5 separate regions of the Mus musculus genome follow, and regions 1, 3, 4 and 5 are each linked to region 2. The links are chromatin contacts, called in public Hi-C, HiChIP or PLAC-seq, Micro-C and promoter capture Hi-C maps. All regions are on one chromosome and are shown on one strand. Each heading gives the region's core, a stretch centred on a gene start, on an enhancer-like site or on the middle of the called end of the contact. The rest is flanking DNA. Distances are from core to core; before and after follow the strand shown.

Evidence for each region. Promoter capture Hi-C pulls out the DNA fragments that hold promoters and counts their contacts. Hi-C and Micro-C count contacts between places; a contact is called where the count stands out from the background. HiChIP or PLAC-seq counts read pairs in DNA pulled down with a chosen protein or histone mark.
Region 1: a Micro-C map of the G1E-ER4 cell line shows a contact between it and region 2. The contact joins the enhancer-like site here to the promoter of Bid in region 2. A contact is called at or near these places in 4 of 39 promoter capture datasets (the HPC-7 cell line, cranial neural crest, embryonic stem cells and 1 more), 1 of 484 Hi-C or Micro-C datasets (the G1E-ER4 cell line), 4 of 115 datasets of contacts at active chromatin or transcription factors (embryonic stem cells and pancreatic cancer cells) and 1 of 9 other capture datasets (adipose tissue).
Region 3: a contact with region 2 is called in a Hi-C map of double positive thymocytes, with 4 times the contacts expected there. The contact joins the enhancer-like site here to the promoter of Bid in region 2. A contact is called at or near these places in 19 of 39 promoter capture datasets (the 3T3-L1 cell line, 3T3-L1-derived adipocytes, the C10 cell line and 12 more), 1 of 15 datasets of contacts at CTCF or cohesin (embryonic stem cells), 51 of 484 Hi-C or Micro-C datasets (B cells, the BV-2 cell line, the Ba/F3 cell line and 27 more), 26 of 115 datasets of contacts at active chromatin or transcription factors (CD8 T cells, the HPC-7 cell line, the NIH/3T3 cell line and 14 more) and 4 of 9 other capture datasets (adipose tissue, embryonic stem cells, liver and 1 more).
Region 4: a contact with region 2 is called in a FOXA1 HiChIP or PLAC-seq map of pancreatic cancer cells. The contact joins the enhancer-like site here to the promoter of Bid in region 2. A contact is called at or near these places in 11 of 39 promoter capture datasets (3T3-L1-derived adipocytes, the C10 cell line, the HPC-7 cell line and 9 more), 1 of 484 Hi-C or Micro-C datasets (embryonic fibroblasts), 17 of 115 datasets of contacts at active chromatin or transcription factors (the HPC-7 cell line, acute myeloid leukemia, bone marrow-derived macrophages and 11 more) and 1 of 9 other capture datasets (pancreatic islet).
Region 5: a promoter capture Hi-C map of liver shows a contact between it and region 2, with 2.3 times the contacts expected there. The contact joins the enhancer-like site here to the promoter of Bid in region 2. A contact is called at or near these places in 6 of 39 promoter capture datasets (the 3T3-L1 cell line, cranial neural crest, fetal liver and 2 more), 2 of 484 Hi-C or Micro-C datasets (myocytes and nephron progenitors), 4 of 115 datasets of contacts at active chromatin or transcription factors (embryonic stem cells, large pre-B cells and pancreatic cancer cells) and 1 of 9 other capture datasets (embryonic stem cells).

The regions. Positions count from the first base shown.
Region 1 is chr6:121,085,116-121,087,815 of GRCm38.p6, forward strand. All of the region lies in intron 1 of Mical3 (microtubule associated monooxygenase, calponin and LIM domain containing 3), which reads right to left. Among named protein-coding and RNA genes, the nearest start is that of Gm4651, 22 kb to the left of the region's middle. RefSeq lists an enhancer at 2,027-2,700. Within about 2 kb of position 1,371, at least 96 of the 459 cell types and tissues checked have an H3K27ac peak or open chromatin away from gene starts, as enhancers often do. A contact at or near this core is called in the G1E-ER4 cell line, adipose tissue and liver, where this site is marked.
Region 2 is chr6:120,915,409-120,918,108 of GRCm38.p6, forward strand. Bid (BH3 interacting domain death agonist) reads right to left here and starts at 1,416. Exons shown (of 6, transcript NM_007544.4): 1 at 1,326-1,416.
Region 3 is chr6:121,117,170-121,119,869 of GRCm38.p6, forward strand. The region is part of intron 1 of Mical3 (microtubule associated monooxygenase, calponin and LIM domain containing 3); the gene reads right to left. It also overlaps the pseudogene Minpp1-ps. Among named protein-coding and RNA genes, the nearest start is that of Mical3, 13 kb to the right of the region's middle. Within about 2 kb of position 1,407, at least 10 of the 459 cell types and tissues checked have an H3K27ac peak or open chromatin away from gene starts, as enhancers often do. A contact at or near this core is called in 3T3-L1-derived adipocytes, adipose tissue and double positive thymocytes, where this site is marked.
Region 4 is chr6:121,159,131-121,161,830 of GRCm38.p6, forward strand. It overlaps a transcript of Mical3 not described here. Among named protein-coding and RNA genes, the nearest start is that of Gm30842, 23 kb to the left of the region's middle. Within about 2 kb of position 1,276, at least 37 of the 459 cell types and tissues checked have an H3K27ac peak or open chromatin away from gene starts, as enhancers often do. A contact at or near this core is called in pancreatic cancer cells and pancreatic islet, where this site is marked.
Region 5 is chr6:121,043,964-121,046,663 of GRCm38.p6, forward strand. All of the region lies in intron 1 of Mical3 (microtubule associated monooxygenase, calponin and LIM domain containing 3), which reads right to left. Among named protein-coding and RNA genes, the nearest start is that of Gm4651, 19 kb to the right of the region's middle. Within about 2 kb of position 1,383, at least 63 of the 459 cell types and tissues checked have an H3K27ac peak or open chromatin away from gene starts, as enhancers often do. A contact at or near this core is called in liver and pancreatic cancer cells, where this site is marked.

The DNA of each region.
Region 1 (2,700 bases), core at 121-2,620, 170 kb after region 2:
AATAGACACACTTCCGACCACAGAGACCCCCCAAAGGACCTCCAGCCTGTGGGAGCTGGGGAATGGAGAAGACACCCCAGGTTGACTCCACAACTGGTGAAGGGCTTGTTGAACAATGGATGGAGAGGGCTCATATAGAAACCCAACTCTGGCATCCATACTTGGTTCCTGGTCAATAATGAGGGGCGGGGACCTACTATGAAAAAACTCACCAGCCCCCTCCCTGGGCTCGGAAAAGTGGGTGTAAATGGCTCTAAGAGTAAACTGGAGGCAACAGAAGGGGCGATGCAGACGGCCACTTTTCAGGAGACACTGCTATATGCCACTCGGTGGCCCTACGCATGCAAGACTGGGGTCTGAGGACTGTAGGTTTGGAGGTCCCGAGCCAGCACGGGTGAGGAGGCCACTCCACTTCCTTGTAGCAGTTATTGCAACATGGAGGCAGCAGGAAGATCCAGGAGTGAACCCAGGAAAGTCTAATGAGTGATTCGGGCGCTGGCCACACAGAGTCTTTCTTTCTTCCCACCTTCACAGACATTACTTCACCACACCCTCGGGTTCTTTGCTGACAGGTTCTCACAGGCAGGTAGGTCTTAAGTGGTAGAGGAGAAGGCTGAGCCCAGGGGCAGCCTTCAGGAGACCAGAATGGTGCATGACTGACTGCCCAAGCTGCCAGAAAGCGGGAGAACGCAGGGGAGGAGCTGGGCTGACTTCTCTGTGCTTTGCCAGACACCCAGGCTGTCTCTCACAAACGACTCTACAAGTTTAGGAAAAACTGAGTGTCCCAAAAGTGAGTCCCAAAACAAGTGTCTAGGATTCCACAGGCTAGACTCATAATCTGCCTCGCCCTCTTTGAGCATCAAGAACCCGAGTTGCCTCAAGTTATTCTCATACAAGCCAAAAACGGACAAAAGAAGGATGAAGTGGGGATGGGGGTAGGGAGCCGAAATCAATGAAATTTCAGTTTTATCTCTAGGGGCGCCTCAAATGACCCCAGACTGCTGACTGCCTCACGTTACTCTACATGTCATACAGGAAGTCCCTGTGCTCGGCATCTACTGCGTCCACTGGGTGTGAGGTACTGTGTTGGATTTGAGCACACAAAGTGAACTCCTACCTTTCCCCATAAGCACACTCCTACTGTGCACCCTGACAGGTCTGTGAGGCAAAGAGCAAAAGGCAAGGGAAGGGCCTGGACGGTCCTCCAAGGCTCAGGCATTGCAGCAAGGCCTCAGTAAGGGAAGTGCTGCTTTGCCTGACAGACAGGGCTAGGCCAAGAAGGAAGAAGCGAGCAGGAGGCAGGAGGAAGCGCTGCATGCACAGGTTACCCGGTGAGCGCAGACTCGGCCCTTCCCGGAACAGAGGCCAATGGGTTTAGAGGTCAGTGAGGAGGACGGCAAGGTAGGGCAGGCTACTGGTGGCCTGGCTGGACATCTCCAAGGTTGGGATACAAGCATTTGTCTTCCCTGACACACCCTAATACTTGCTTACTGAGCACAGTGGCGGGCACCCATCATCCCAGCACTTAGGAGGCCAAGGAAGGGAGACCTGCTCGAACCCAGGATTCCAGGCCAGCCGGGGGACATCCTAAGACCCCGTCTCTAAGGGAGGACAGAAGACAGGAGGAAGGTGGGAGAAAGAAAACCCTGAGCACAGGGACACACACCTATGATTCCAGCACTCAGGAGGCTGCAACAGGAGGATACGGAGCTCAAAGCCAGCTAGGCAAGATGAGTCCTGGTCTCAAAAGAAAGCGAGGAAGTGAGCAGTCAAGGCGTGGTTGACACGGCACATCAAATATAAACTGATGAGAACACCAGTTAGCAAGCAAACCAACGGCTAAAACTCATAGCCTTTAACAATCGTATAACTCAACCAATGGCTAAAATTCTTAGCCTTAAACAATTGTATAACTCAGCCTATGGATATGAAAAGCCAGGTTACCCATGGAATCCCAAACCAAAAATAATAATAAAAGGGTCCTGGGACAAGAAAACATATCCTGAGGCTATGCCTGGCTGCTCTCCCATGATGCATCTCACTGGAAAGGGCAACTTCAGGTAATGATGTGTCTGTCATCAGGCTCCCCAGAGAAGGTGCGACCCCAGCGGAAACTGAGGTCTGGAGAGAACTGTCTAAGCCAGCTGGGTGTTCCAGGCGCACAGCGAGCAAGTACAGAGACGAGGAAAGCAGGTGCTCACGGGAGACACGTGGGAGCACAGCTGGTCCCACCCAAAAATGCACAGCACCCAACTCGTCCTTCCCAAAGGTCTCACTAGGAGACCAGAAACATCAGCTGGGCAGCCCAGGGCACAGAGCTGCAGTCACGCTCACACACCTCATGAAGAAAGTGCATACGACTGTCTACAACAAGAGAAGGAGGAACAGCAGAGAGCTTTGATTGCTGATATTTAAAAAAGAAAAAAAAAAAAAAAAGAAGGAGATGCCAACGAGAAGGGAGAAAGGGGAAGGGGGAAACTCAAGTTGTTGCAGCATTATGCAAGCAAAATTCCAGGCATAAGCCAGGAAATTCAAAGGTCATGGTTCCCACAGCAACAGTAACCTGACCCGTCAGCGTATGTAGCCTTTGGCGGTGCCAGAGCCAAAGCAGCCCTATCATGCCAATGCTCGCTGAGCAGCTCCCGTCAGCCCCGCATACCTGCTGTGCAGGCAACCCCCACTAAGTCTACACATGCCCAG
Region 2 (2,700 bases), core at 166-2,665:
CCCTGCCATTCCCTCTCTGGGCAAGAGAGGCAGTAGAGGCCAGGACACACACAATCGCCACCCTGCTTCCCCACCACCACCCAGCCGAGTCCTTCTTAGAGCTCAGCCCACTCAAGTATTAAAGCCTCTGAACTCAGCCCCAGCACTGGATCAGGCTCCCCCCCCCCCCATGGAAACACTCAGAGCTGACTGCCAGGGTAGTGCCTGGGACCAAGTCCCAGGGGATGGGGCAGGGCTGCAAAGTCTCCTGGTTGGGTAGAGCTGGAATGTGGAAAGTCCACATCCTTCTTGTGGTTTCTCCCAGCTCCATTCCACAGCTAGCTTATCCTAGACCCGGCTTCAAGGTAGTCTTCCAGTAAGGGCAATCCTGGCCATGGCACCAGGCAGTAGCCTGGGAAAGTAGGGGAGCCCTGCCTGGGTCCTCAGGATGCTCTTGACTCAGAACTATGTGGCTTATCAGATGAAGGTCAAGCCCAGCCTAGAAGTCCCATACTCAACACCACCTGGTCCTTTACAGAGCTCTTCATTCCAGCCTCTCACCACCCACAAAGTTCTACCCTGATCCGTCCCTGGTCCACACTTATTTGTTGAGTATGTAAATGAATGTACGAAAGAATGAATGAACGAATGTGTGAATCCTTGTGGGCCCAGGCCACTTGGTGGCTGAAGACTGTGGGTTTCTTCTAGAATCCTATAGGGTTATTCAGCCAACCATTCAACAAACTTTTTAAAAACATCAGCAACCAGTCTGTGCACATTTTCAAACCATTTTGGGTACTGGAGATGCGGAGGGGTCAGCCACTTCCTCACAGTTCAGGCGTGAGTGTGAGCTGTGCACACAGTAGTGCCCACGGGTGTAGGAAAGGTGCCCCTCGCTGCAGTCTTCCAAGGTCTGTGTTCCCTGGGTTGGGGTTCCAGGGCTTTTGCAGGGCCCATTTGTGGGCTGTAGCCGTTCCTTGTTGATTTTTGTGGGTGGCCATAGCGGAGCGCAGCGAGACCTCAGGCCCGCCTTTCCAGCTCTGCGCGCACCTGCCGAGTGGCGCGCGACCGCGGGGACCCCGGGTCCACCAGGAGGCCTGCCCGAAGCGGACCAGGACCGAGCGCTGAGGGGGACCGCGAGTGGCGCACGCCCCAGGCCTTCGAGTGAGTGCCTTCCCCTCAGCTCCGCGGTGGCACCCTGTGGCCGGCGCCCTCACCCCGCCTCCATCAAGGCGCAAGAGCCCCGCCATCACGAAGGATCGATAGCATACGAAACTGAGCTCCGTGCCGACCCCGTCCTCCCAGAGGGGAACTGTGGGGGCGCCCAGTAGGGTGGGCATACTCACCACGCAGACGCCGCTGCGCCGGTACCGGGCGGCGAACGGGCTAAGGCAAAGGTTTGCGGAGCCACACTCGGCCCGGCGCTCTACTCCACCTACCTTTCCTCGTGCTCGCCCGGGAGCCCCGCCCCTGTGATAGCCCCGCCCTCCGGATGCTCCGCCCTCCGACTGGCCACACTTTGCGGAAACCCAAGGGTCCTACCGGCTCGCTACGGGGGACAGGAAGGAAGGTACACCCGGAACCTGCGCTCCCCAGAGTCCCCAAAGCCTGGGCGACCTGCCCTCGTGAGGATGGGGTGTCATACTTGATCCCGACCTCTCCGCATTGTCTTGATGTATTACATAGCAGGGTTGGCACACTCAAGACTAGTGACCCTGTCAGAATCGGCCCTATCAGAGATGCTGGGAGGTCCCTATTGTTTCTCCTGCGCAGCTGCTTGCAGAATTTTTAAACTCTTGTGGGGAAGGCAGGGATGGGGGTTGCGGGGTTCTCGGTCATGGAATGAATCAGCAAGGATGAATGTGGAAAGAACCAGGAGGCTAGCAGATAATCTCAAACTGCTAGCTAGTTCCCCTGTCCAGAGAAGTCCCAATGCTATATACTTAAGTGCCAGCCAGTACCCCCAAAGGACACGTGACAGTGACAAAAGTGAAAGAGAAACAAGAAAGTGAATTCTGGAAGTATGAGGAAGTAAATAGAACCATGGAAATTGCTGTTCCTGAGCAGAGAAACTGGATCTGAGAAGACAAAAAAAAAAAAAAAAAAAAAAAAAAATCACATGGTTGGTGTGTGTTTGTGTGTGTATGTGTGTATTTAAGCCAGAGGTCAGTGTTTTCCTTCATCACTCTCCACCTTTCCACCTTTTTTTTTTTTCTTTTGAGATGGTGTGGGGTGAGGGGAGTGGACCAGCTTCCCAGCTCCACGCGTGATTTCCCTAGGCTGACTGCCAGGTGAGCTCCAGGAAGCTTCCACTGTGCACCAATAACAATGGAATTGTAGATACACACAGCACTCTATTTTTTACATGGGTGCTAGGGATCCAAAGTCCAGTTCTTACGCATATGAAGTACTTTACAAACCGAGCCATCTCCAGGGTTTCTTTTTCCTCTTTATATTTTCCAATTCTTCTTAAAGGAAGATGGCTCTAATTTTACGATCAATAAAAGTTACACTTGAAGCCGGGCGTGGTGTCGCACGCCTTTAATCCCGGCACTTGGGAGGCCTCTGTTCGAGGCCAGCCTGGTCTACAAAGTGAGTTCCAGGACAGCCAGGGCTATACAGAGAAACCCTGTCTGTCGAAAAACCAACCCCACCCCACCCCCCACTCCCCCACCCCCCCACCCCCCGCCAAAAAAAAAGTTACACTTGAAATCACATAGT
Region 3 (2,700 bases), core at 157-2,656, 200 kb after region 2:
CATTTGACCTGGCATTTAAAGGTGGTAAATCTTGTTGGCTAGGGCTGGAGAGACGGCTCAGTGGCATTTGCTACTCTTCCAGAAGACCTGGGATTCATTCAGTTTCTAGCACTCACCAGGCAGCTCACAACAACCTGTAACTTCAATTTTAGGAGCTCCAACGCCCTCTGCTGGTCTCCACTGGCACTGCACTTACACTGACGCACATACCTACCTGTAGAGCAAGCGGTCATATACATATATCATAAAAAAATTAGTAAACCTTTTGAGAAGAAATAATAAACTTTAAAAATATTCCTTGGAATGCTATTTTGACAAAACAATGCAAAGGTATTGGAATAGTTGAGTGATCTGAAGCAGTATTTGGAAAGAAGTTACGGGTGTAATATTAATAGCCTTTGTCTCGGAATACTTTGTAGCACTTGGACACAGCAGTTGAGCAGGTGGAAAGGTCTCAGTTGGTTCCTTTTGCAGTTATCCTCCAGTTTGGTCATGCAGAGACCCTCCATCCACTGCTTTCTCTCTTGAGCTATTTCAGTGACAAGGAGACCCTCACAGCTTATAACTTTGAGGAGCAATCTGATTCAAGTTCCAGCGTGGGCACACTGTATCTTTTTTTTTTTTAAAGATTTATTTATTTATTTATTTTGTGTATATGAGTACATCATTGCTGTCTTCAGACACACCAGAAGAGGGCATCAGATCCCATTACAGATGGTTGTGAGCCACCATGTGGTTGCTGGGAATTGAACTCATGACCTCTGGAAGAGCAATTGGTGCTCTAACCGCTGAGCCATCTCTCCAGCCCCGGCACGCTGTATCTTATGCCTCAAATCTAATCCGTGTGCTTTACCATTGTGAAAAATATGCCGATGCTCCCAGAGCAGAATTCCAAGCACAGACGTGGCAGCATGAAGACGTGTTGTCCTTGGCTCACGCTCCAGAGCCTTGCTTTGTACGAGGTTCTGAAGAACCTCAGCAGGGACATTCTTCAGAGCTGTCAAACCAGTGAAGAATGTGACCTGGCAAAGGTGAACATCACACCCCACGAGCTCCGAGAGCTGGAGGACAGTCTTGCTTCCTGTGGGGGTGACTGTGTTTATAATTAAGTAGCCAAGTTCCTGATCTAAAAGGCTTTCAAGGCTGGACGGAGTGACACACACCTTTAATCTCCACACCGGGCAGGCAGAGGCACAGGTGGCTCTCTGTGAGTTCAAGGCTAGCCAGGTCTTCAGTCTGATATAAGTCATATTAAAATATAGGCTGGCTGGACTGGATTTGTCCTTTTAAAATGCTTTTACATCTATTTATTTCAACAGGGAGAGGGAATGCACGCCATGGCGCTCGAGTGGAGATCAGAGGACAGTCTGTGGGAGTCAGTTCTCTCCCCTCTTCTATGTGGATTCTTGGCATTGCCATCAAGGCAGGTCAGCAAGCCAGCACCCTTTCCCCACTGGGCCCTCTCACTGGGCCTAAGCTTGTCCTTTGACATATTAAACTTCAAGATAATGTGGGTTCTTTTTTAAATCACAAGGAATTTGTCACAGTAAACATTTTTGTGCCATTTGACAGAACTCAGAATGATTTCTTTAAAACAGGTTCAAACCTAAAAATAAAATGAAATAAAACTAAGTCAGCTAAAAAAAAAAAAAACAACAAAACTCTATTTTAAAAAGAAAAAAAATCAAATCACTAAAAGATATATTTTATATAATAACAAAATATAAAAATGAAGTCAACTTGGTCTGGAGAAATGGCCCAGCAGTTAAGAGAACTTACTGTTGTTCCTAAGGAACACATGAATAAGCACTGGTTGTTCTTCCAGAGGACTCAGGTTCAAGTCCCAGTATGACAGGTCACTACCATCCCTAACTACAGTTCTGAGGACCCAACAACTCTTCCAGCCTCGGCAGGCACCAGGCGCGTGCGTGGTACATTAACATCTGTACAAGCAAAGCATCCACATAAAATAAAAAAAAAAAGTTATGAAAATGGAAGCCTGCTGACAGAACGAAGGAGACAATCGGTAATAAATGTGAGAAACTTCTGAGTGTCCGTATTCTGAGTGTCTGTATGTCTTCTCTCTCACTGTTACAAACTTAGAGTAGATTTGATGAGAATTAAGATGCTCTTGCAAGACTTACTAGGAAGCTAAAGAAAATTACTAAAAGCTATTTAAGTATCCAGTGATGTTTATTTTTATTTATTTATTTATTTATTTATTTATTTATTTATTTATTTATTTTTATTCTCTTTTCTTTCCAGTGATGTTTAAATAAACAAAATATCTCACTGTACTCTCTGTGTTGCTTCCATCTCTTATATTTTGGTGTGGGCCTGGGTTTTACCCGCCAAGCCATCTCTCTAGCCATGGTCTGTTTCTTAATACTGTATTGATTCCCATCCGGTGTCTATGGTGCTTAGATTTTCTCTGAAGTCACAGGCCCACTTCATCACAATATTTATATTTTTACGCTGGAGGTATTCTACCAGACAGGAGAAGAAAGAGCGCAGCACGATCAGTAAAATTCCTTGACTTATTAAATCAGATTACAAACCATCCAAGGGTGGTAAGTTTTGATCCTCCAATATTTTTCAGGTATCATTTTGAAGTTACGCTCTATGTCAGTGAGGTTTCCTTTGTGAGTCAGAAATGTTTCTGTCTCTGAGAACATCTGCAGGACCCACTATTTGAGCAGA
Region 4 (2,700 bases), core at 26-2,525, 240 kb after region 2:
CATGCACCTCTGTCTTCTCTTCCTCGGACCAATGCCCCATCCAGGTAATCCAGGCTCTATTCTTGCACCCTGGGAAAAGCAGCCTGGGGGTGGGAATCTCCTCTTCCTCCTCCTCCACTTCTTCCTTCTCCTTCCTCTCCTCCTTCTCCTTCTCCTCCTCTTCTTCTCGTTCTCCTTCTTCCTCTTCTTCTCCTTCTTTCTCTTCTCTTCATCTCTTCCTCCTCCTCCTCCTCCTCCTCCTCTCCCTTTCGTCTTCTAAGACACTATCTGGCCCCATCTGATCTTGAACTTGCAGTTTTCGTACCTGATCTTCTGAAATGCTGCAATTACAGGCATTCTTTACCACACCCAACTCCCATGTTTCTAAAGCAGATCTTGCATCATCGAAGTCTTCCCCTAAAAACATCCAACAAAATCTTTCCCATGGCCCACAAGGCCCTCTAAAACCCGCCCTTCCTGTTTGCGGCTGCCTCTCTGCCCTCTCTATCCCCTGTGCTATTATGGCCTTACCTGTCTCCCTGATCTCACCTGTGCATCTTCATCTTTCAGGTGTTGGACTTAATGACACCTGCTCAGACAGTTCGCCCAAACTTCTGAGCTAAAGGAGCCCCGGTCGCTTATCTCTACTTAATTCTCTGTGTAGTACTTATCAGTACACAACTATGTCATACAGTCATTATGTGTCATCCGCCTCCAACAACAGCCGGGCCCCACACTTTGAACTCTTGAATGTAAGCAGGGTTCTGCCTACTGGCAGTGTCTAGTGCTTTCACTTGGCACATGGCAGGCACTGAATATTTGTGGGTGCTTCCTGACTCTTGGACTATGGTAGATACCCTTGGAGGATGTTGTAGAGAATGTGAGACCTTGCCCCTCCCATAGGTCTTCGTCCAGCCCATGGCCTTCTGCCTCTTCCTGTTTTTGTCCCCATTTCCTAATATGAGATGCTAGCCAGGTGGGTTGTTGGAGCAAGGAGTAGGTGGGAAGAGTGGGAGCCAACATGTCCACAAAAACACAGGCCAGAGTCCAGATTGATGGTATTGAGCCTTGAAGACTTCAGCTGCATCTAATTTAACCTGGGCCGACTCCCTGGAACCTTGTGGGCTAGTAGTCTGATTTCTGCTCTTTTCCAAGCCTCAATTAAGGGAGCAACAAAAGCTCCCTGTTACAAGCCACGAGTGGTGATCTCATCAGCTAAAACAAATATTTTCTTTCTGGTTATATTTATAGAAGTCTCTCTTGTTTCCTTGCATGACCCTGGCCGACATCATTTCTTTACCTTCTTATCTGTGACCGCGTGTGGGGGAGGCAGCTTTATAGCTACACCCCCTGGCTGTGCTGGCTTTCCAACTCTCCTGTTTTGCTTAGCGTTCATTTGTAGGGCTCTTGTCAAGTCAAACAGTCTCTAATCTCCAGTAACCAAGGCAGTAACTAGTACTATTCTTTTTTTTTTTAAAGACACATTGGATCCAGCCCGGAATTTTGATTTTTCTCAGCGACACCTCTGCCCTCCCTTGGTGCGGAATTTGGTATTTTTCTTTTCTTTCTACCAGTCAAATGCTTTTGGATTTGAGGCCTTCCTCAGTACCACCATTGAGTGGAAAGCACACACCATTCCCATGATCCCTTAGACTCATACCTGACTTCCTCCCACTGTGTCGGCTCCTTCCATCCATGAATGTCTCTCAAGCATTCAGAAAAAGGTGCTGTGGTCACAGAAGGAGACACTAAAAACTCACTCCTTGCACAGAAAGAAGCCAGCTACGGTGCCTTTTGGCCTTTAGTTCTGATGTTTCCCTCTTCGTCGTGGCTAAACTCATGGCTAAGCGTGGCCTAAACTCTGCAAGAGTTTACAGAGATCAAGGGATATCTGTCCACTAATAAGCCCAGTAACATCTTCAGATAGGAAGGGAAGAGGCGCTGGCTGGGACTGTAGGTTGGAACAAGCAGAGGAAGCTGCTGCTGCTTATTGGAAAACTTGGATCCACGCATCACAGTTTTAAAATCAAAGATTTAGACACGATGTCTGCCAAAAGGTCTTTTATTATTCATTGGAGACGTATGAGACTTCCTCAGAGGTGTGCTTTAGAAGCAGAAATGTCAACATCCCTTGGAATAGTTTGGCGATTTTATGGCAAACGAGAACAGTTTTGAGGTCTGGGAAGTTCTAGGAAAGTCAGAACTCGTGATTTACACAGGCTTTGTCCGAGTCTCTGCAGTCAGAGCTTCAGGCTTCAGCCATCTTCACCTTTCCAAAAGGTAGCTGTCAACCCTCACTGATCCAGATGGAGACGGAAGCAGGTGTAGGTGGGTGTGTGAGGGGAGGAAGGGCTCTTGTGGGGCTCTCTGGTGTTCAGCAGCCTACGACCCTAGGGCACCAGCTCTGTGGATGGGCCATGACGCGCTGGGATTTGTTGAGATGGGTTCTTGGGGCAAGCTTTAAGACCATGAAGTCACTTCCCTCTACTCTTGATTTTTGAACCAGAATCTTCCTGGTGCTGATCCACATCCAACTTTGGCTTTAAAGGTATGAAAAGAGATTGGGAACGATTGGATACAGTTTGTGAATAAGCAACAGCAACATGTGACCGAATACTTGGAAATCGATCTTTTTCAGAATGTGCTTAGGGTGGTCTTACGGTGTGAGAGAGGACGGATGGGGAATGGTGAGAAATGCTTCTTTTTCTCTGCACTTTTGGA
Region 5 (2,700 bases), core at 133-2,632, 130 kb after region 2:
TGCAAGATGGTGATCCTTACCACACACATTGACTTGGCTTTTTACCACAAAACTGTGACTTACTCAACAACCCTCCTGGCTCTGGATATTAAAAGCCACATTGCTAATAAACATGGCCTGTCTCGATATCCATGATGTGGATCTTGGCCAAGAGTACAGGATTTAAAAAAAAAAAAAAAAAAAAAAAAAAAAAGAATACTAATGAATTTTCTGGGGGCGTGGCTCAGAGGCAGCGCATCTCCTAACTAGGAGAGGCTCTGGGCTCCACCCCTAGCCCCACATATAAAAAAAAAATTACAAAGACAAATAAGAGAAATCCTGGAATTAATTAGAACCAACCCCCAGTCTCCCCTAAATAAAGGTTTACTTTAGGTCATGGCAGCAAGCAAAAATATTTTGACGGCCATAAAAAGAGTCTATTCTTTTCTGACAAGCCCAGACTTATCTTAGAAATGGTAGCCAGTCAAAAGACGGCTTGTAAGAGCGGAAAAATCCAGACACCTTTAGGAGAAGGCACAAGAAAGGGTGGCTAGGAACAGCTGGTGGCTGCAAACAGATCTTGGGGAAGGAGGGCATTGCCCTGCGCCTTCTGATCCCGACCCCCACCCCACCTATGTTCACAGCCACCGTAATGCTACTGGAGTTACAGAGCAACATTCCGGGAGTTCTGAACACACCTGGACTGATTACCTGTGCCAAGAAGGAAAATGGTTTTTCTCCGTTCCTAATCGGCAGCCAATGACTACCTTTTGGCAGAATTCAGTATACTCAGAAACTCGCTCTGAATCCAGCATAGTCAAGATTCTACACAACATATTTGTTTGTTTGTTTTTTGTTTTAGTTAGTTTGTTTGTTTCCAAGATAGGGTCTCACTATGTATCTCAGGCTCTTTTGGAACTCATATGAACTCACAAAGACCCGCCTTCCTCTGCTCCCCAGGGGCATGTGCCACTCACACCACGTATTTCTAAGGCTTTAGTTGTAGCACGGCCTTGTGCTCACACTTACACCTTGAAGATCATCTTGGATATGACTTTCCAAACAACAGCTCTAACCACTGAGCTGACAGCCCCTGGGCTGAGCATTGCTCACTCTGAGATGGGTACTCCCAAATCAAATCTCATCATGGCTGAACACTGTCATCGACAACCATCCTGGCCCCTCTTTGGAGAGTGTAAAATGTTAGTCTGATTTGTGTCAGCCCAGTTCCCCAAAGGGTTGCTAAAAGGCAGCTCAGGAGTGGCAGGCAAGTATTAGGTGCCGTGGCTAAGGGATCATGACCTGCAGGGCACTAATGACACCAGATAAACAGAGGTAGGCTGGTTCTCAGAACAATGCAACAGGCATCCGGGGTAAGACTACCTGAGACAAAGTCCCTTGGGCTGCCTTCCCTTTCCACCTCTGTGAGCCAGGTGAGCAAAGCAGGAGGGCAGCCCAGGGCGGCCAGCACTGCTGGGCCCATCCCACTCGCCTATGCTCGGCTGCACGGGGACTGTCTGCTCCAGCGCCATTTGTCCGGCATTGTGACTCACACCGAGAATGGCCAGGAAGAATGGCAGATGGGCCCATCCTGCCAGGCGTCACGTCCCCCCCCCCCATCCGCCCTGAAAGTCATCAGTCTTCCTGCCATCTCCTCACCCAGCGTGCCACCCATCCTAGCATTCTGGGAAAAGCCTACACTCATAATCACAGGAACCCAGAGACCAGGAAACCTGGCTAGAAAGTGCCAGAACTCCTGGGGATGGAAAAGCCGAGGTGTGCCAGAAAGAAACAAGGGAAGCTAGGAGTCCGAGGTGGAAGAAACAGCGAGGCCAGGTTTCCAGAGCATCCGTGTGGCTCTGCAAACCAACACCCTGGGTGTTTTGTCTCAGCTGACTGCTGATTCACGTTTACACACATCTGGGCTGTGGGGGAGAGTGCTGGGGAGAGGGCAACCTGGAAGAGCACTGGGAACAGCACTGTGCGGCTCCAACAACAGGAAAGGCTGCCCTGACGCCCAGTTCTTAGAACAGATGGTAGCGAAGGCAGGGGAGAGTGAGCGATAAAAACAGAAAGGGGGTGGGGTGGGGGAGTCAGAAGTATAAGAATAAAAATAAGAACCACACTCTAACCTGGTGGGAGTGATAGGGGTGGCCACATGCCTTTAATCCTAGCACTTTCGAGGCAGAGGCAGGTGGATCTCTGAGTTCAAGGTCAGTTTGGTCTACAGAGTGAGTTCTAGGTCAGCTTGAGCTACACAGAGAAACATTGTCTAAAAAATAACCCAGGGGCTCGAGGGCATGGGGGAAAAAAAAAATCACCTTCTAAGAACAGAGGCCACCTCATGCACCTCTGCCAGCAGGTGCACAAATGTTGACCCCAAAAGGCCACGGAAGAGGTGCTCCTCTCCCAGACCCACTCCATGGGCACTAATGTGTCAGGACAGATCCTGGAAGCAGGCGACCAGGAGTGCCTCCCTTGGAGAGTTCGGAGGAAACGCACAAGGGAAGCATTTCTGATTACTCAGTGTCTCTGCGGCTTGCCCCTGAAATAGCATCCAAATCACCAGGATGGCTGCGCTCTCAGATGGTCTGTCTGCAGCTGAGGGGCTGGGCTGCGGGGGACAGATAGACCCGGAGACCTCTGGGCTGGGTTCCCTGTAACTGCACTCAGCTCTGTAGCTCCAGCTCTTAGATGGAGGCAAGCTCAAACTCAACAGTA